2 separate regions of the Hordeum vulgare genome follow, and region 2 is linked to region 1. Evidence: chromatin contacts called from public Hi-C data. All regions are on one chromosome and are shown on one strand. Each heading gives the region's core, a stretch centred on a gene start, on an enhancer-like site or on the middle of the called end of the contact. The rest is flanking DNA. Distances are from core to core; before and after follow the strand shown.

Region 1 (4,881 bases), core at 1,377-3,876:
GACCCATATCCTTGCAAAACTGCCCTCCCAAGGCGATCGCAAAAGTTATTACAAACGGGATAAAGCCAATCATTCCCCTTCTTGTCCATGGGGACCAAAGTGGTTTCATATCGGGCAGGTGCATTGCCGAAAACTTTATCTATGCTACGGACCTTCTAAGTGCCTGTCACATTAGGAAGGCACCCACTATCGTGCTCAAACTTGACTTCCACAAAGCTTTCGACTCAATAAATTGGGATTCGCTCCTTGTAATCTTGCTTGCTCGAGGGTTCCCGCCCAAGTCTATTCACTAGATCCGAACGCTCCTAATCTCCAGTAGGACGGCAGTTGTCCTTAATGGGAATCCTGGACCATGGATTAACTGTCAAAACGGTCTCCGACAAGGTGACCCCATGTCCCCCTACCTGTTCCTAATCATCGCAGACCTTCTTCAACGCCTGATCTTACGACTTTCTCTCCGGGCCAGCTATGCCACCCAATATACACGGACCGTCCGCCTACTGTGCTGCAGTATGCCGACGAAACTCTAATCATAGCTCACGCCTCTCCCCAAGCCGCGACCACCCTCAAAGATATTCTAGACAAGTTCGCCCTAGCTACCGGTCTTACTAACAACTTTCACAAGACTACACTAGTCCCGCTCCACATGGATGTCATCACTACCCAAAACATCGCCTCCACCTTCGGCTGCGACGTCTCAACCTTTCCCCAAATTTACCTGGGCCTACCTCTCTCACACATGCGCCTACCATCCTCTGCCTTTGAACCAATCATCCAGCGATTCCTGAAGTACTTATCAGGTTGGGCGGCTAAATTACTCTCTCGTGGCGCCAGGCTAACACTAATCTCATCTACTCTCGACGCTCTTGCTACCCATTTCATATCCATTTTTAGGCTACCAAAAAAAAATCATCAAAAGGCTTGACGCTATCCGACGGTCCTTCTGTTGGGCCGCAGACGAAAATTGCTCCGGAGCGAGGTGCCTCATAGCTTGGAAAAATGTTTGCACCCCAAAAAATGCAGGCGGCCTAGGCATAAAAAGTTTGATACTCCAGAACAATTGCCTTCTCATGAAATTTGCCTTCAAGCTACTCCAAAAACAAGACTTACCTTGGATCAACTGGTTCTTCCAACATTATTCTCTCGACTTCCAAAGCAAAGCACACACACCCTCCTACCTTTGGAAAATAGTAATCAAACAACTGCCAGCCCTACGAAAAATCTCCTTTGTCCTTACCAACAACGACACCTCCACCTTCTTTTGGCTTGACACCTGGCTTACTCAAACTCCACTCGCAGACACATACCCACACCTCTTCTCCCACTCCACATCACCCTATGTCCTGGTATCACAAGTCATGCATAACGGTTTACTCGCTACTCTGCGGAATCGCCTAAGAAATATTGCTTCTGTCGAACTAGCGTCTGTTTTGTCTTTGTTGCAGGATGTTGCCACGAACAACGCGCCCGACGACAGGTTCCTCACCCACGGCTCCTCGTTCTCCTCCAGGAAAGCCTACTCTTTGCTCTCCTCCGACCATGAGATAGATCTCAACGCTGGGTACATCTGGAGCTTTAAGGCACCTATAAAGGTCAGAATTTTCGGCTGGCTTCTCTGCCATGACAGGTTGAGCACGATGGCAAACCTACATCATAAGACCATTACCTCTCACCCGGACTGTCCACGGTGCACTACCTCTCATGAGGACGCATTGCACATCTCCATCCTCTGCCCATACGCGCTTCAGGTATGGGCACTCCTAGGGTTACAACCACCTCACTCCATACATCGCATTTGGGAGACTACGACACCGGTCGGCCTCGACATCAACATCTGGCCTACCGTTGCTCTCGTCATTCTTTGGAAGTTGTGGGACTCTAGGAACGCTCTAGTCTTTCGTAACGAGCTACACACACCACAAATTACTCTTCGGAACATTGTTTCGGACTTTACGCTTTGGGTCCTTAGATTTAAGGACTCGGTTAGTAGGGAGGCTGCCATGTCTTGGCGGCTATACCTCACCTCTCGTTGTAATCTACTCCCTCCGTTCTTAAATATAAGACCTTTTAGAGATTGCACTATAAACTACATACGGATGTATATAGACATATTTTAGAGTGTACATTCATTCATTTTGCTCCGTATGTAGTCTCCTAGTGAAATCTCTAAAAGGTCTTATATTTTGAAACGAAGGGAGTATGATGTAACCTGCCTTCGGGCCTTTTTGAATAATATATTCAGGTGGGGACTCTGTGCGGTTCAAAAAAAACAAAAGGGATTATGGGGCTCGATCAACCAAAGATGACGACCCCGAACCGTTGAATGTGCGAACTTGTCTCACGAGTGATCTAGTAGGTCTGAAGGAGGAGGCTCTAGGGTTTGGTATATCGTTTTTTCTTCTTCTTTTATTGAGGCAAATCGTCAGTTTTTGTTGTTGTTACTCCTTCCGTTCCTAAATATAAGTCTTTGTAGAGATTTCACTAGTGAACTACATATGGATGTATATAGACATATTTTAGAGTATAGATTCAATCATTTTGCTCCGTATGTAGACCCTTAGTGAAATCGTTTAAAAGTCTTATATTTAGAAACGGAGGGAGTATGCAAAATCGTCTGGTATTGCGTCGTGCAAGCCCACCAGTCCGAGAGCTCGGCGCAAAATACAGCCCGTATAACCAGGCGACCCAGTCATCCAAACCCGGGCGCGGCCCACTCGCGGGAGGCTTTATCTTTGCCCACTCCTCCGCTTCCTCCCCGCAGCTCTCGTTCACTTCAAACCCTAGCCTCCTCCTCCTCCTCGCCGCCGCCGCCGCCGCCGCCATGGTAACACCTCGTCGCTCGTTCCTTCCTGTCAACTCGTCGTCGACTTGGTTCCCCTGCTTATCCATCTGGGCATCGTCCGGTGCCGTGTCTGTTCCTGCAGTCAGGGAGGAAGAAGACCCGCGAGCCCAAGGAGGAGAACGTGACGCTCGGCCCCGCCGTCCGCGAGGGGGAGCACGTCTTCGGCGTCGCGCACATCTTCGCCTCCTTCAACGACACTTTCATCGTAAGATCCCGAGGGCACGCCGCCTTTCTTGCTGCTCTTCTGTTTGCACCGCGGACCTGAAACTCATTGCCACGTCTGGCTTCGCTGTCGCAGCATGTCACGGATCTGTCCGGGAGGGAGACGCTCGTCCGCATCACCGGTAATATTACATCTCTTCTTATACTAACCTTTATTACGAGCACGCCGTGGTGTCTGATGTATAGATGTTATGTTTCTTTCTAATGAACATCGTCTCGTGCTGGTAGATACATGTTCCTTTGGAATAGTATATAGTCAAGCTTCGTGATTTGTTATGACCCTAGATGTTTTTAGTTTGCTTTGTAAGCACGGCCCTTAAGATCCCCTCCCTTTTCATCTGTGGGAGCGTGTCGAGTCATAGCCATGCAAGATTGAAAACGAGGATCCGGAGAGTTCTTCTCTGGAACCTCTTCTCTTCCTGTTTTAGTTCTAGCTGTTTCCATCATTTCATTGGGTTTCTTGTAGTGCATGTAGCCAGCAGGCAGCAGCTGCTTTATGCACTGCTCATGCTGTGTTCTTCACTCTTGCAACTCTCTGTGACATTAGATGGAGCTGCCTAAATTCTGGAAGTGAACATGCTTGATATGACTGTTTCGCTGAGCCAAATTCATTTTGTCACCCATGTTGGTGGGTTCTGATGTAAAAAAATTTCACTGAACGAACATATTCTTATTTAATGGAATTGGTTCGTGCAGAAACACAATAGAGTATTTGAGCGACATATCCTTATCCAAGAACTGTTGGCTCTTCAGTTTGTGATCTGGCTGTGGTCTTCTATTTCTGTGAAAATTATAGGTTCTTATGTGAGTGAGATTGTTGAGTTCTGTTTGTCCTGCTCACTTGTTATGAACCAACTTGAAGCTCTTCTGGTCATGCTGTCTTTGCTATTGTGTTTCATTCTTAATCCTATCAACCTTTTGTAAGCACCGCCCTTAAGATCGCCTCCCTTTTGTTCTGTGGGAGCGTGTCGAGTCATTGCTGTGCAAGATTCATATGAGGCTCTTGAGAGTTTTTCTGTAGAACTCAACTTCCAATTTTGTTTACAGGTGTCTTCATCTTGCCATTAAGTTTCTTGTGATGTATGGTCGGTATGAAGCAGCAGTTCTCTGTCTTGCTTCTGCAGAGTTCTACACCCTTGCAACTCTTTGTCAATTAAAATGGAGCCATCTAAATGTTGGAAGAACATTCTTTTGTTTGTGATTACTTGTACAATTTACATTTGAAGATTTTAGATCTTGGCTGTATAATTTCTTCAGAACAATTGAGATTTCTTTTGGAATATAATATGTATTAGTAGTAGAATATTCAATGTGTTGTATTGTGTCGGTGTTTGAAGGAGTGAAGTCATTATTATGCGGCCAAATGATTAGATTCAGTAATTGAGCCTGTGCAGTTTTTATAATTTATCTGTACCTCTGTACAGATGAGTTCTCCCATGCCAGTTTTATTATGCATTCTGCAGGGCCAATTTTCTTCTCTGCATTTACCAGTAGAAACTGAGTTCGCTATGACTTGAATGTTTTTTCTAGGCTATTTATACCTTCCTAGCTAAAACTTGTATCTGCCATGACACACACTGATGAGTAATTGACTGTACGATCTTCTCTGATACTTAACATCTATTAGATTCTTATCGCATCTTGTAAATTTGTGTTTGTACTGAACAATTACATTTTACAGGTGGGATGAAGGTTAAAGCTGATCGTGATGAATCATCCCCTTATGCAGCTATGCTTGCATCACAGGATGTTGCTGTAAGATGCAAGGTATTAAAAAATTGATTTGTTGCATGATCAAATATGGTGTACCCAAATTT
Region 2 (4,847 bases), core at 2,276-4,775, 240 kb before region 1:
CTTACAGCTCCTGGTCCGCTTATCATATGATGTGGAATGGTGCTAGTATTGGATTTCAATGCGCGTCGGCTGTTTGGAAGTGTCGGCCCCCCCTGTCGTGCAAATGTTTTACGTGGCTAGCGCTCCAATACCGCCTGTGGACATTAGATCGAAGATTAAGACATGGCCTGAAAGACGAGAGGAGGATATGATACACCATTTGCTCTTGCAGTGTGTTTATTCCCGACAGGTTTGGTTCCTATGCTTCAGAAGGGCTCATCAACTTGGTCCTGACTACCTACATGGTTCGCGACTTACGTACTATTAAAAAAATTCAACCCATTTGAAGTGCATTTGTATTTTATTTATAAAATAACTCCATGTAATGAATAAATGAGTTTTGAACTACGAGTGATAGTTAGGGTTGTGCTAAAATTGTGAATTAATGCCGACGGTTTGAATAGTCATTCAATATGCGAGTCGCCTGGTTAACTAGTGTCACATAAGCAGAAGTACATATAAATGTGTATTGGAAACGTGTACGGTGATCATATGGCATTTTGGATCATGATGGCCAAATATTTTTAAAAACATCAAAATTCGAAATTTTCAGTTTAAAAAAAAACTGAAAACATTTGTACAAGCAAACAATGAGGTAAGTATGTGTGTAAAATTTCATGAAGAAATACGTTGAAATGCGGCCTGTACAAAAAAAAACAAATTCATAGGCCTGTACAAAAATGAATTCCGAGTAATTCATACACCGACCCACCGAGTCAAGCATAGTTACTGTAGAGGAAAATTTCTCATTTTATACCTCGGAGGCTCGGAGTAGCTTAGCAACAGAGGGACTCCAGCAGCCGGCCGCCGTGCCTCCAGGAAGTTATAAATGATTAGTAAAGCCTTGTGATGATAGCAGATGTGCAGTGCAGGGGAGTTAAATTCTCGATTCTCGTTGAATGGAGCCAGACAGTGAACTTATTCTCAGCGACCCACAGAGAAGAGTGGCACCACAATTACAAACGGTGTGATCCTTGAATTGGCTGGCAAGGAGAGTAGGGTCCAGCCAGCAATTGACTAAGAAAAGCACGGCACTCAAATCTGGAATCCACAAGGGGAAAGAGGAGCACAGAGGAATAAAGCAAGATCCGGCTAGAAAAGGGCAGCAGCAGCAGCAGAACAAACTTCCCCATCAAAGGAGCACCGGAAGTGGAAGAAAGTGATTGACTCACACTCTAAACTTTATATAGCCTAATCGTCTGGGCAGACCACAATCGACAGAAAGCACCAGCCTTAGCTATCGTTTTGCTTTTGATGACTTCAGTGCTGAACGCAAAACATCAAGCATGTTGAGGACCGCTCAACATAACTCGAAATGACACCCGACACTATAGTAAGAGAACCATCTTCATATTTAGCTTACAAGTTTTGAGCTCTCTGATGTAGGAGTATGTAGCAGGTTAAAGGGAGAAGAATAGATGGTTCAGGGTCCCTAAATACACATCGCCTCATCAGATGAACATCTCAGCCTAAGCTGAGCAGAAAACAGAATACATTAAAGCATTTAACAAGATCATGCGATCTTTGGCAGGAATAAAACTAGAGTTTTCAGCAGTGTATGTCACAGCGAAGCATAACTATTGACACGGAAAGAGAGAACATCATTGAATGGTTCAAAGAAGCTGGTGCTGTTTATCTCTTTTGCTGGATAAGACCAGATGTTTGCCACTAGAATACTACACCTCAACATACCAATCAGTTCAGTTTTGAAAAGAGTGAGTGTAGCAATCAGTCATTGTGCCACCAAACCAAACTAGTAAATCTTTCATAAGATATATAAATTCAAGTCTAGAGAAGTACTAAGAAAAGTCACATAATAAGACCATACACTAGAATACCTTGTGAGTTTGTGACTGGAGAACACTGGCACCAACCAAAGTTCTTCCAACAACATAGCGGCAATGCTTTCCAACAAAGCATAATTGGTTGATGAGCTTGATACATTGCTTGCAGTTCGGATGGCATCACAGAAACCCATATAATTATCAGACGCAATCGAAAGCCTAAGCAGATTCTGCGTGGGATCATATTGTTCACATAATGAACTCCGAAATTCTCTAGGAAGTAGGCAGACATGGATGAACAGCATATCAATTACGATTAGTGAATGCACATACGGCAAGAAAGAAGAAACGCACATGAAAATTTAACATTACCATAGCAAAATGCCATTGTGTGATATCAGTTGATAGAGAAACAAAACTGAAATAAAATTTGGATAGGAGTGAACAAGAATAAACATTTGAGAATTGTGAGATAAACCCAACAGCGTTGACAAAAAATGCCCTTCCTCCTGAATTACAGAAAACTCCCGATTTACCAATACATGAAAAGTTCTTATTACTGTTGAAACTTGCAGTAATATCAGACACATCCTTCCAATTCACAGAGACCAAAATTGCAAGCAGTTGCACACACACACACACACAAAATACAAAAAACTCAAACTGTTACCTTACTTTCTCATCTTCCCTCCCGATCTACAACACCACTAGAATTTATATCCTAATGTAACCAATCTATGACTCTAAGCTGAACAAAAGGCCAGAGCCACATCACCTCGTTGGATTCAGTCGAGCCATCCGGTTTGACGGAGCACAGCGTCGCGTACCCGTCGAAGGTCTCGGCCCTTGAGCGTGCGGCCGGCGCCCTCCAGCATCGAGAAGGGCGCGGCCGGCCCGGCGCCACCAGCAGACGCGCGCGCGACCATCTCGTGCGGGGGCAGCATGGCGGCATCCCCGTGCCGGAGCTCGTCATCGTCGTCCAGTTCGTCCCACTTATCCATTGCCGGCTTCTGGGGCGGGCGGACGGGTACCTTAACTGGAGCTGACTGGTGATACTGCGGGGCCGGTCCGCGGGTCTTGGGCCTCGGGTTCGCCGGGATAGCCCACGCGGCGGAGGCAGGGGACTGGGTGGGTGACAGCGAACCACCAGATGCCGAAGTGGCAGCCGCGATGGTGGCCTGGCGGCGGAGCAGCGTGGCCGGGGTGGCGGCGACCGCGGAGGCCGCTACCCCGCTGCCGCCCCCGGCGCGGCGAAGAAGGAGCCTTTTGTCCCCCTCGTGCAGCGCGGCGAGGAGACCGAGGTGGCTATGCGGAACCCGGGTCGGGCTCCCTGGCCCGTCGGGCCGCGCGTCCGAGGCGGCGACTGGGGCAGATGAGAACATGAAGTCGTCCTCGTGAAACTCATCCCCGGCGACGAACGACGACTCCGTCGGCGACGAGGAGGGCGACGAGAACAACCCTACGAACCGCTCGGTAGCCGGCGACCGGCGCGGCCGGTACTCGTCCATGGGCGCGCGCTCGGCCGCTCCGGCGAGGGGGTCAGGTTGAGGGCCCCGTGGGCTTGGGGTCCCAGCGGTGGGCGGCCGGGCGACGTGATGGGGATGGGAAGGGAGGAGAACCGGAGAAGGCAAGGAGGTCTGGTGGGTTTCACTTTTTTTTATGGGCGCGGTTGCGACCCAGCGGAAGGATCACCCCGCCCGGTTTTGTTGCTTGGCTCGGTTATGTATGGGGCGCGACCGCGCGAGTATACCTGGTATGTGCAGCCCGGCCGCACGGCCTGACGTGATCCGGCCCGAAAATCCCGGGCTGGGTCGGGCCTAATCCTCCCATCGGGCGGGCTCGGGCTTGGAAATCAAGCTCGATATTTGGACTGGACTGGACTCAGGCTTGACGAAAACTAAATTTTAACCGTAGACAGGTTGGGTTTGTCGGGTCGCGTGAGGCTTTTTGGACTCAAGTCATGTTCACACCTGATTTACTAGGCGTGACAGCCGGGTCGAGCTCGGGTCTAGGCTTTTAAGAGCGGGCTTTTTTTGGCCCAGCCCGAAACCCAGCCCTGTCTGGGATATGTCCGAGTATAGGCATGAGACTAGTGGATACTCGATAGAAAAGAAAAGAGTTTTAAACATATTTAGATGTGAGTCATCTTAAAAGTAATGTGTTAAATTAAAACAAAATCTTTTTATAGGTACTAGTTCGTTGCCCGTGCGTTGCCACGATGCCATGCACATATTCTCGTTCACCACTTTTAAAATATACCTTTAGAATCCTCATGAAAACTAAACAAAATTGTTAACCTTTTCTTTACAATTAATTCACTATTTTCATTTACCAGCAATTTATTTTTATTGCACTCATCTAAAAAAAATGTGCTTGCATAATTTGCTACATCATGGATTGAAAACCTCTTACATTTGACTTTTGTCATTGGATATCAAACCTATACTTGGGAAAGGGGTGCTTCCTTGTTGTAAGAGCTATGCAATAACCTTGAGACTCAGATTAGCAGCCTAGTATATAAGAAGCCAGGCCTTTATCCCAGTGTCGTATATATATCAAAATTATGTATTGTGCCTTAATCAAAAGAACTTCGGAAAATCTACCAAAACGAAAAACAACAAGCACATGAGCACATTTCCAACTTCCAGAAATAAAGAAGAACAAGGAAAATGTGTGTGAGAAAGAAAAACAACTTTTAAAAAGAGTGAATAATGGAGAAGCGTGTATGAAAAGAGACACAAAACTGAAGGCAAATGGACATAATTCCCATCATACCAATATGCATGACACTTGTTTTGTGCATACATACATGTTAGAGAGGAATACTTTTTGTGTGCATACAAGTGCCGCAAAAGCAGCTTGTCTAAAAATAGCAAAACTAAGAAGAGAAATAAACAGCCTTCTCTGCTCCCATGGCTCTTTTCAGTTGTTTTTTGTGAAACAATCTATTGATCACACCGTTGCAATTGATCTGCAAGACTGATTCTCGAGGATCAAACCTCAATTGCAAGATTGAATTGAATA

The links. Hi-C and Micro-C count contacts between places; a contact is called where the count stands out from the background.
Region 2: a contact with region 1 is called in a Hi-C map of seedling, with 6 times the contacts expected there. The contact joins the promoter of LOC123426669 here to the promoter of LOC123426668 in region 1. A contact is called at or near these places in 2 of 6 Hi-C or Micro-C datasets (leaf and seedling) and 1 of 1 datasets of contacts at active chromatin or transcription factors (embryo).

What each region holds. Positions count from the first base shown.
Region 1 is chr2H:463,206,468-463,211,348 of MorexV3_pseudomolecules_assembly, reverse strand. It overlaps LOC123426668 (40S ribosomal protein S14), which reads left to right and starts at 2,626. Exons shown (of 6, transcript XM_045110535.1): 1 at 2,626-2,824; 2 at 2,925-3,047; 3 at 3,141-3,186; 4 at 4,746-4,831. The coding sequence starts at 2,822.
Region 2 is chr2H:463,448,980-463,453,826 of MorexV3_pseudomolecules_assembly, reverse strand. LOC123426669 reads right to left here and starts at 3,525. Exons shown (of 1, transcript XM_045110536.1): 1 at 2,355-3,525. The coding sequence starts at 3,331. The coding sequence ends at 2,609.